2 separate regions of the Gossypium hirsutum genome follow, and region 2 is linked to region 1. The links are chromatin contacts, called in public Hi-C maps. All regions are on one chromosome and are shown on one strand. Each heading gives the region's core, a stretch centred on a gene start, on an enhancer-like site or on the middle of the called end of the contact. The rest is flanking DNA. Distances are from core to core; before and after follow the strand shown. Region 1 holds the start of LOC107959982 (putative potassium transporter 12). Region 2 has its middle 16 kb from the start of LOC107959984.

Region 1 (6,124 bases), core at 1,106-3,605:
AGGAATCCATTATGCTCCAATACTCACATTACATGGATGACCCTGCAAATGATGTCTACTAATGATAATAGAAGCTTGCTCTCTTCATAGCATATTAAAATTTTGAGGTCTGTCCCAACAACTGTCACACGGAACTAATGGACTGTATCAAATCTTCTTCATTTTCTAAGGTAGAATCTATTTAAGTTATTCAACTATGAGTTACAAAGCATTTTCTTGAATCACATGAATTAGAAGAAGCTGCCATACTTAAGACATCATGAATTCTAAATAGTTGTGAGACAAATTTTAATGCAACTAACAAAGACAACATTCAGGTTCAAAGAATCAAATACCAGTCACAGAAAAAGCAAAGACAGAAATTGCAATACTTGTTTAAAACTTGATTTTGTTAACTTAAATGGAAGATTGGTACACATCTATCTACCTGATATTGCGGGGGTCAGAATACCATCTCCTATGACCATGGAAGTTCCCATCAAGACCAATAGCAACAGGAGGGTCTTCAAGGATGATCTCCTTTCCAAAGTCTCTTTTATGCTTAAAGCCCTTTCTAACTCTGGAGTAGGCAGTTTGAGCCTAAAACTTGATATCTGTTCATCTGCCGGTTGACGATTTGGCAGCATGTTGACCTTCGCATACCTGCAAATCAGTGAGTACAATGCAAAGGTTCCCCCTACAATTGCATCAATTTATATGTTAACATGTAAATGATCTTCAAAATATCCAGTAAAAAGTAAGGAGAATAAGAGGATTACTATGAAAAGCCCTTACCCTCCCCATTATCATTGGCTTTAAGCACTACAAACACGTATTTTACCAAGGGGAGTAGAGCTATTGTATACATCACCAGTGATAAAGCACCCAAGATATCCACTTCTGATTCTATTTTGACTTTGCTGAAGACATCACTGAAAACATACAAAGGGCTTGTGCCCATGTCACCATACACAACCCCGAGTGTTTGAAAGGCCAATGCAAGAGTGTGCCAAGTGGATATGTCCTGATTGATTAAAGTACTACATTTTAGTAAGAGAATATAGTTGAGCTTAATGGAACTAAGTTCATTTGCAAAAATGACAGAACAATTCTTTTGAGTTATGGAAGACACGATAAGGTCCGTAGTTGACTTTCAATGACAGAAATACATGCATTCTCAGTATAAAAAGCTAATCAACAACGAAAGAAAAACAACTTGTATAATTTCCTAGCTATAGTCTGTTGGACCCTAATTATTTTCTCCTCTAGAAAGTACTAATTCCTCTACACCGTTGATCGAAAGACACTATTTTCTCTATATACCAACAACAAAAAACTTGCCCCAAATTTGTAGTCCATATAAAAGTCATAAATGAGCCAAGTTGAGCCAAATGAATATAACAGAAACTTGAGGACCCTTCAATCACAGCACTTGCTAGAGCAATGAGTCTAATGAATCTCTTCCCACTGCTGAACTCATTTATATATTCTCTTTTATCCTAAACTTCATTAGTGATTCAAACTTTAAAGAGTATATATCAGAAGTTGAAAAATAGAGCTGTTCCAAGAATGAACATTGAAGAGTAAAAGAAACAAAAAGCATTATCATATGCAAATATCTTCCCAAGTATAGAATCTTCATGAAATGGAGATAAAACAAATTCAATACCTTAGGGTGGTGACCATGAGCACCAGCAATCTCCATGGCTTCAACATCAAAGGAATCAACTCTCTTGGGCTTCTTAACCAGTCTCCTCCTCAAAGATCCATACCCTTCTTTGGCTTCGTTATCATCAAACATTGACAAAGGAGGTGACTCTGAGTCCACCTCACTACCATCCACCCACCTTGACTCGCTCACCCCTCCACCACTGAAAGTTCTACCCCTCAGTCTCACGCTGCTTCTCTCTTCAATCCAATCTTCTTCTTCCATATCCCCTTGAATACCCACTTCAAAAAGGGCCTCCTTGTCTGTAAAAAGACTCCCTTTTTTTCTGGAGGATAAGATAAGAAAAGCCTCAGCCAATCAAATCTTTGTGAAGAAAAAAAAGAAAGTACTACCCTTTTATGTCTAGTGCTTCTTCTTCAGTGTCAGGATTCAGTCTCCTGTTTTCTTCTAAGGTTGATAACTTGATATGGGGGTGTTGTTCAAACTGTTCCTGGTCTTAACTCCTTCAATGGGTCCCCTTCTGAACTTATTGCAGAGACCAGAGCAATTATTAGTTAGGATAGGACAGCAAAGGCTACTAAATATAATTTTTAAGAATAAAAGGATATACACGGGTAAGTTCAATGTTTTTTTTCTTTTTTTTTTTTGCCGGGGGATTATTTTTTCGTGGGAGTCTGACACACTGTAATTAAGGGATGCCAAGAATTTCAGACAAAAAAAAAAAAGAAGAATGTAACTGTTGAGTAGGATGATTATTACAAGTAATGTTAAGCGTTGCTGTCTTGGCTGGCTTTTGGTGACGATGAAAGGATTAAGGCAATCAACGACTCATTGTGTTATTTGTTTTATATTCTAAGTTTTGTGCTAAAAAAAAAAAGGTCATGTTCAAAATTCAATTTATTTCAATTTTAATTTAATCGCAGTGTTATGACGATAAACACAAAGAAACGACCTTCCAGTATAACCTATAAAAGGAATGCTATTGGCGGATAATTGCAGCAATGGTGGGACAAAGATAAATTTATGTTTCCTTCCTTCCTCCACATATTACATCTTAAACTAATGCTTCATTTGAACGAGGGTGGGATACATTTCGATAATATTAAAATAGTGATAGCAGTAAAATTAATTAATCTAAAGACGAAATTAGATATTATAATAATAAGATTGAAATCAATTAATCACAATTGTAACAATGATGTGAGAAAAAAATAATTAGTAAAAATTTAGCAAATAATAATAATAATTAGTAAGGATATTAAATGAAAACATGTATATTAATATAAATAATAAATTATTCTTCTGTCCAAATTAGAGATTTGTTTGATCAACTTGAAAGTTTTCAAAAGATTATTTGATAAAATTGTTTTGTATTTTATTAACTGAAGTATTGAATTCAAATAGAGGAAATAGTCATAACCTAACTGGTAAAATAATTCCCTTATACTAATAAGCTACTACAAAACAAAATAAAATATCCCTAAAAAATCTCAATTGATTTATTCTATCTACCTAAATAAATTTAAAAAATATCCCCAAAATATATGGAGTTTCACGTATTTCAACACTCTCCATCGAGTTGGTGCATATATATCAATCATGCCTCACTTGCTTATAAGAAAATCAAAACTTGTCTTAGAGAGCCCTTTGGTGAGTATGTCAGCAATCTGTAGTTTTGAAGGAACAAACAACATGCACACTTAGCCTTCTTCAATCTTCTCCTTGATAAAGTGTCTATCAATCTCAACATTAGTTCTGTCATGTTGGACTGGATTGTGAGTAATACTAATGGCAATTTTGCTATCACAGTACAACTTCATTAATAAAGTTATTGGTTTCCTCAACTCTTCCATAATTCTTGTTAACCACATCATTTCACAAATTCCTTGAGCCATTGATCTAAACTTAGCCTCTGCACTACTTCTTGCTACAACACTTTGTTTTTTGCTTCGCCAAGTCACAAGGTTTTCCAAACAAATGTACAGTATCCTGATGTAGATCTTCTATCTGTTATTGAGCCTGCCCAGTCTGCATCTGTCAATTCTTCTTTGTTCGGATTTCTTGAAGAATAGGCCCTTAACAGGTAAACTCTTCAAGTATCTTAGAATCCAAAACACTCCTTCTTCATATTCCTCCACTGGGGAGTGCATAAATTGACTCACTAAGTTTACTGCAAAAGCTATGTTTGGCCTTGTATGTGATAAGTAAATTAACTTACCAACTAATCTCTAATACTGTCCTTTATCAACTAATCATCTTTTTTTATTTTTGAATTTTACATTTGGATCAATTGGTATGTCAGCTAGGCAGCAACCACTCATCCCAGCCTCTTTTAAAATATCAATCACATATTTTTTCTAAGAAACCACAAGATCCTTCTTTGATCGAGCAACTTCCATTCCAACACATTTTGTTTTAGCAATTGGAATATCTAGATCAGAAAATTCATTGGTTGGATTATGAGTTTTACTTGGACTTTTGGCAAGATCTTGCAGGTTGGATTCTTGGTGATGAATCTGGTGGATTCCACTTTCTTGATTTCGATTTCTTTCTTGAGTAAACCAATAACTCATTTATTTGTTCTCTATTCTCATGATCAGACTCTACACCTTCATACTTCTTTTTATTAACAACATTAACATCATTAATTTCTGTGTTGATCATAAATTCACCTTCCCCATTATTAGAATCTATATGTTGTATATTTTAGTCTTTTCTTGATCAATTATTGAATCTTCCTTACTATAATTCCCTCCCCAAAGATTAGAATCAAAGTAAGATTATGTTTCAACAAATATGGCATCCATGGTAGAATAATCTTCCTATCAATTGGATCATAACATTTGTAATCCTTTTTATTAGAAGCATATCCAACAAAGACACATTTTTTACTCTAGGATCTAGTTTACCTTGGTTGTGAAGATGAACAAAAACACTAAACCCAAAAACTCAGAGGGATAATTCTGTGATCAATTTAGAGTTAGGAAAGTTATCTTTAAAAAGACTAAAAGGAGTTCAATAGTTTAGAGTTTTATTGGGCATTCTATTAATAAGATACATAGCTATTAACAAGGCTTCGCCCCAAAGATAACGTGGTACCTGACTAGTGAACATCAAGGCTCTAGTTACTTCCAAAATATGACAGTTTTTTCTTTCTGTAATCCAATTTTGTTGTGGTGTATATGTACAACAGCTTTGGTAGACCATTCCATGTTTGGTTAAGAAAACGTCTAATTGGTCACTAAAAAATTCCCCACCATTGTCATTCCGAAATACTTCAATTTTCACACCCAATTGTGTTTTCACCATAGCATAAAAAGACTAAAACACATTTTTAACTTCAAACTTATCTTTAATAAAAACACCAAACAAACGAGAGTATGATCATCAATTAATGTGACAAACCAACATTGTCTTGAAAAAGTTGAGACTCTCAAAGGTCCCCAAACATCACTATGAATTAACAAAAAAGGTTTGGGAGCTTTATATTTTTGAGGTGGAAAGAATGACCGATGATGTTTAGCCAATTCACAAAATTCACAGTGATATAAAGAATGACTTTTATTTTTAAATAGATCAAGTAACAAATATCTTAAATAGTAAAAATTAGGGTGTCCAAGCCTATAATTCCAAATCATAAACTTATCAAAACTAGAAACAGAGTTTAAACGTAGAATAGTTGTTAGTCGATGTAGATGGTCGTCATCAAGAAAGTAAATTCCACCAGATTCTTTAGCATTGCCAATTATCCTTCTTGAGATCATGTCCTAAAATTTACACATAAAGAAGTCAAATATAACATGACAATTTAAGGATTGGGATAATTTACTAACCGATATAAGACTACAAGCTAGATTTGGCACATGTAAAACGTCATGTAAAACTAAGGAAGGTGAAATTTTAATACTGTCTTTCTCGGCTATTGTCGAGAATGACCCATCTGCTACTTTGATCTTTCTGTTTCCTACACAAGGTATGTAATTTGAGAAAAGAAAATGACTACTAGTCATGTGATCACTAGCTCTAAAATCAACGATCTATGTGTTTTTTTACAAGGCTTGACACTGAAAAATATATAAAAATCAGTACCTGATTGGGCAAAGGAGGAAGAAGGATTATTGGATGAGTTAGGGATAGAAGAATTCATTTGAAACTATGGTGATTGAAAAAGCTTGTGTAGATGCTCCAATTGTTCCTTAGTGAATGGAGACCCTTCCAAAGAACTTTGTTGCTCAGGATTTTCATTAGTCGTTTGGAAAGCTCTATTATCCCCTGATTGTGAACCACGACTATTGCCACTATTTTTTTCCCATTCGTTAGTTTTCTGTTGAGCTTTCAACACGTTTCTCAAGTGTGCCAATATTTTTTACAGTGGTTACACCAAGGTTTTTTTTCTTTTTTCACTATCATCATTATTTTTAACAGTTACAAGAGTAGAATTATCATCATTAGCTTCAAATCCTAGCATTTACATTA
Region 2 (6,124 bases), core at 2,029-4,528, 260 kb after region 1:
CCCTACTGACATTTCTAGGAAGGTTGTGTGTGTTCTCTAGTTTCTTTAGCATGCGAGGAATCGCAGAGTTCACGATAATTTTATTATACAGAGTCAAGTTCTAATATGCAAGGTCGAGTCTTATGTACTGGAATTGGATGCAGTACAAGAGAAATTACCTGGTCACCTGATTGAGGTTGAGCGTTAGAGGCCTCCAGAGGACTGCTGCCTGAAAATCAATTTTGACGTGGTGTAGCATGTTCATTCAAGGACATCCTGTGCAGGGACAGTCATTAGAGATAATTAGGGGATTGTACTTAGTTCGAAAATTGAAATGAACATGCACATACCTTCACTTTTTGCGGCGGAGGCCCTTGCATGCCTCCAAGCTGTCACCTTAGGTCTAGATCTAGGCTTTCGCGATGTAATTATTGAAGGCAATTCCTTGACTATGATTCAGAAGGTTCTTTCTTATCTGCGTGATAACTCAGCCCTATTCGGAATATTAAGGAGAAGGCTGGTTTTTTTCGTCGCTGCTCTTTTACGCTTTTGCTTCGTACTGGGAACATAATTTCTTATTTGTTGGCTAGAGAGGGTTTGAGAGGGTCGAGTACTACTTACCTGCATGAAAGAGTGCTTGATTTTGTGCTTCTTGCTGTAGAAAGTGATCGTCGGACTTTGGGGTATGAGAAGATTGGGGGTAAGCTAAAGGGTATTGAACAAATGCATTATTTCTATGTCTGTCAGGAGGTCTACTTGGATTTGGTTCTTTTTAAGGTTTTTTGGTGATTGTTTTCTTTTTAGTTGCTACTGGATTTCTTTTGTTTAGTGGTGTTTCAGGTGCCTTTTTTGCTGGCAACTAGCAGATTATGAAGAGCAGCTTAGCGTTCATTTGTTCCTGTTTTATTTCCTGTCGTTTTTGAGTTGTTCCGTATTAGGCTTATTTTTGGGTTGTTTGTTAGGTTTTATCTGGGTTGTTTGTTAGGTTCTTTAGGCGATTTCTTTGGACCGTTTCTTTTTGGACTTTTGGTGGTGTTGGTTTTTTACCTTTTGTTTGGTTTGTGAATTCACGAGCCCAGTTTTCCTTCAAAAAAAATTAAACATTTATATTATTTTGTTTTTAATTTCTCAAACATAGTATTATTGAAATGTTACGATTTTTGTAACAATTTTTTATCAAATAAATATAAAATATTAAAATTTGATATATACAACTTAACCTCGTACATCACACGAGATAAAAAAAACTAGTTATATATATTTGTTTCGTACCATACAAACCACTACTTTTTAATTACGTAAACTAGACCATTAGTCTTTAAACTATGGGTAAATTTTCGTTTTGACCACTTAACTAAAAAAAGTTATAATTTGGTCACTAAATTATTCAAAAGTTTCCATTTAAGTCATTAAATTGTTAAAATCGATGCTATATGGTTTTTTTCTATTTGCACTGCATCCATCAATTGAAAGCTCTATTTCCCCTTCTCTTTTACAATTTAGTTTTTTTTTCATGAAACAGTTCTAGACGTCACAAATCTGTAAATCAAAATCCAAACAACTTTTTTCTCTGATCTCTGACATTGGCCGTCAAATCGACTTGGATCTAAGGTATGTTCTTCTACTCGTCGATGGGTACTAATTCACCAAATCGATTATCGAATCATCACTTGGAGCTTGTTGATGAAACATTTTGAAAAAAAAATAATAACCTAGTGGCTTAAATAAAAACTTTTAAACAGTTCAGTGATTTAAATGAAAAGTTTCGAATTATTCAATAATCAAATTGTAACTTTTTTAATTAAGCGACCAAAACGAAAATTTATCTATAATTTAATGATTAATTGTATAGTTTACCTTTTTAATTTAATAACCTCGATTGATCCATCCGATTATATTTTATTTCATTATCCAAACAAGCTTTTAAACAAATTATAAATATATTCGAAGTTGTTGTTGGTGTTGGTGTTTTTACCCAATGGTGGGTCGTGGGATTCCAATACACATCTGCACAGCAATCCAGGCGATGACTGGCCGTGGAGACTACAAATACCCAACTCTCAATCTCAATAATAGGGTAATAAAACTAAAAAGTTTGCCATTAGGACTTAAATCTTGAGCTGAGTGTGACTTATAATATAAATATCGATTCAATAAAATAGCAGCCAACAATGCCAACTTCACATACACAGACAAACAAACCCCATCACTGCTCACTTTCTCTCTCGTCCATGAGAGAATAATATGAAAACTCCGAGAGCCTTGGAATTCGAGATAGTGGAGTTATTTGCATTCCCCACAAACATGCCCTTAACCCTAGCTTGGAAGGACTATTTCAACATTCTCTTTAACCAAATTATTATACCTTTTCATTTTTATTAAATAATTATATTTATTATATGAATTTATACATTGATAATTCACTGTATATTGCTCATTGTTAAAAAGTTAAATTCTGTGCATTGTTTCTAAAATAAATACTAATAGTAAATAACTGATATTGTTGGTGTATAGATATATTAGTATATTAATAAATGTAAAATCTTAATTTTAAGGTGTAATAATATATATATAAACAAATGTGACACTTATTACATTATTAATCTATTTATTAAGTCTAAAAAACTGCATGATATATTAATTAATTATCTTTTTAATAATATCATATTTTGTTATTTAATTATTTTTATCTATATTTATCTATACTATTATAAAACTCTTAATTAAAATTTGAAATCACAAGCCAAATGACATTAATTCAATCTAACAAAAAATTAAAAAATTTAAAATTTAAAATAACTAAATATATTATTAGACGTGTGTATTCTTTTGAATGTTTTTATATAATATTTAATTTTTTTAATCTCAAACATTTATTTAAGAAAACTTCCTCCTAAAAAAACTTCTAATTTTTTTAAATAACCACCCACTCCATACAACACTACAATTCCCGTAAAAATTACAAAGCAATTTTAAAAAAATTATGAAATTAAAGTATCTTCCAAATTTATTTTACAATCCACAAAGATAGATCTTTTAAGAGTTTGTGTGGTCTCTTCAAACAATATTTTTAATATTCAAATCAAAATCCTCCCCTTAAAAATATAATATATTTTATTATAACAGTCATAATTATTTAAAATTTTCTTTCCTTTTTTGTTAAATATGATGTCACACGTTTTTTCTCCTCTTAACTATTAAGTATAAAGCGTAAAATTTTACCGTGGCCCTCATAATGATGTTAAGGTAACTAATCTACCACAGAACATTCAAGGCAAAGAAAAAAAAAAAAAGCTAAAAGCTTTTATCTCGCCTTTATATACGACCCACCTTGTCCCCCTATGCATATATCCACACACTCTTTTCCTTACTAAGCTACTTTGCCATATTTGCTTTTTCAGCACAAACTTTCGCTACATATATTTTTCTTTCCATAGCAATTGATTCTAAAAGATGACTGCCGGAAGCACTCAAGGAGTTGCTGATATCTGCTGGGAACATAAGGGAAATGGCGGTAGGAGCTGGTGCCGGTGGCATGACTGCTTGGTTTTTAAATACGGGTGACAGAGAATGGCAAAAGAAACAAACAAGGCTTTGCAATTGTGCTGGCTAGCACCATCGTTGCATTGCGGGGAATTGAGGGTAGCGGTCCGATTTTACTTGACTCTAATCTTAGAACATAACCTTTATTTTTTGTTTCTGCTTTGTTTAATCTCGAGTTATGTACGTTTCTTTTTCTTATTTTCCCTTATTTGAACGTGGGATGTAAGAGATGCATACGAGGTAGCTAGCTTTTGTATAAGGTTTGTACTCAAATTATGGGTTTGGTTTTGGGGTTTGGATAGTTTTGAAGATAAAAATGCTGCTGGGAATGCATTCCTTACACCTATCATGTAATTTGCTTTCTAATGAGCTGAAACTAAAGATAAAAAGATTATAAATATCAGCGTCTCTTTATTCTATCTATCTTTTGATTGAAAATGTGTTAAGAATCAAATTGGAGCAAATTTCAGGTATTGCATTTGGTTGAGTTTAGGCCAAATTGCCTGAAAGACATAGTAATAGCAATCCCCCTTTCTGGTTTTCCATCATAATCATTGGCTGATAAAAAAGATGAAGGAAAAAGAAAAAGGGGTATGAGTTTTGGCCTATAAAAGCTTGGTGATTTCTAAGAAAGGAAATGCACGGCAGTGAGACTTGTCCTTTTCATTAAGGGAATCACTAAGCAAAGATGCTTGACTTGACTGCTGCTGTCTTCTTTTTTCAAAAACAAAAATTCTGAAACCCTTTGCAGTGAAGGATTCATTTTCTGACCCTTTCTGTCAATCAGTCAGGGATTCTCCTCAGCCCTGCTTTGGAATTTTGGATTTCAATAGCCTTTCTTCTCAAAGCCCATTTTAGGTCTGCATATAACACTTAAATAAATTAAACCTGTATGGTGTTAAGGCCCATATTTCGGGTGGTATGGTCTTGATGTACTTTGTAAAAATTATAAATTTAGTCAATATACTATAATTTGATCAATTTTAGTTCTTTTATTTTTTAATTGGTCAATTTTAGTTTATGTACTTTTCAATTTTTAAAATTTTAATCCTACCCTAAACAGTAACAATTAATTTTGTTTGGTTAAACTAAAATTACTAGTTGTAGATTTTATCCATATTCTACAATTGGACCATTTTAAGTCCCTGTACTTAGTGAATTTTAAAATTTCAATTTTAACTTAAATGACAATTGTTAGTCCATTAATTTTTTTAGTGAGTAATATGTGAAGATAATAAACTAACATGATATGATACATATGATAATATGTTTGACCCATCAGATTTTAGAAGTAACAAAACTTAATAAATTTAACAATCATAATTTGTTGAGGAATGAAATTTTAAAATTAAAAAATTTAAAAATAATAAAATTAATTAAATTCACAAGAGTAATAAAAAAAGTTAACGGTATTGATGTCATACTTAAAACTTATCAAACCTGGTGAGTAGTTGTTTTCTAGATTGCCTTCCATTTGTATATTTTCTTTTCTGTGACGTAATTGATTAAGAATTCAGTTAGATGAGGGTTTTTTTACCTATATAATATTTTTTAAAAAATATTGAAATGGAATGTTCCAAAAATTATGTACCAAAATTGTACATTCAAAGGGGTAGAGGGTGGTGCATAGGCAGCACCACCCTAGATTCTAACAAAATTTAGTTAAAAATAATAATATTTTAGTAGTGGTGTCAAAGTTATAGGCGGCACACTTAGTCCATTCAGGTATATACGCGGTATAAAAATATAGAAGGGGTATGAGAGTATGGTGCCTATCTGATAGGCGACACCAGTAACCCCTATCTGATAGGTGGCACTGGTGATGCCTATTTGATAGGCGTCATTGGTGGTGCCTATTTGATAGGCGGCACACCTAGCATATTCCCCCCACACTCCCCCATCAAACTCAATTTTAAAGTATCAGTTTAAAAAAAATAGCAGAACAAGAGAGGGAGAAGAGAAGAAAAAAAGAAAAGAGAAGAAAGAAAATGTATTATTATTTTTATTGTTATTTTCAAATAGAATAGATTATGATAAGAAAAAATTACTTTGTTAGTATTATATAGTTTGTTTAGTGTTACTTTTATGTTTTGTTTTAAGGTTATTTTATTTATTGTGATTTGTTAGTAAGTTTTGTGTCTAGATTAATGGCATGTTTATTGTGAATGTTATGTTTTAAATTTTTTTATTATATTTGAAAGTTTTTATGTTAATAACTATTATAAAGTAATTGTTAGTTAGTGTAACAACAAGAAAAAATAGATAAATACTGAAAATATTTTTGTCATAGATATTGTTCAAAATGACAATAAATATGATATTGTTAGAAATGGTCTCTTTCATTCATTAATTTTTTTATGTAAGTATTTTTATGCTGTTCGAAATTGTTTTGAGAATTTTTGTTTATTTTTTAACAGATTGAGTATTGAAGATGGATAATCAGTTTTTCGTATGCATTTATTTCGATGGAATCATCTTGACAACAATCGTTGGATGTATATTTAAATGTCAGCAAAAAATAGCAATGATATTTAATAGAAATGTCTCATTCAATGATATGAAGGAAAGTATTAGCGCAAAAATTGTTAGACGTTGTGGGAAA

What was found. A called contact is a pair of places that touch in the nucleus more often than the background predicts.
Region 2: a Hi-C map of leaf shows a contact between it and region 1, with 2.8 times the contacts expected there. The contact joins the enhancer-like site here to the promoter of LOC107959982 in region 1. A contact is called at or near these places in 2 of 34 Hi-C or Micro-C datasets (leaf and petal).

The regions. Positions count from the first base shown.
Region 1 is chrA05:75,958,410-75,964,533 of Gossypium_hirsutum_v2.1, forward strand. It overlaps LOC107959982 (putative potassium transporter 12), which reads right to left and starts at 2,356. Exons shown (of 9, transcript XM_016896177.2): 1 at 1,649-2,356; 2 at 775-1,003; 3 at 428-676. The coding sequence starts at 1,912.
Region 2 is chrA05:76,220,128-76,226,251 of Gossypium_hirsutum_v2.1, forward strand. No RefSeq gene overlaps it. Among protein-coding and RNA genes, the nearest start is that of LOC107959984, 16 kb to the right of the region's middle. Within about 2 kb of position 3,279, at least 8 of the 9 cell types and tissues checked have an H3K27ac peak or open chromatin away from gene starts, as enhancers often do. A contact at or near this core is called in leaf, where this site is marked.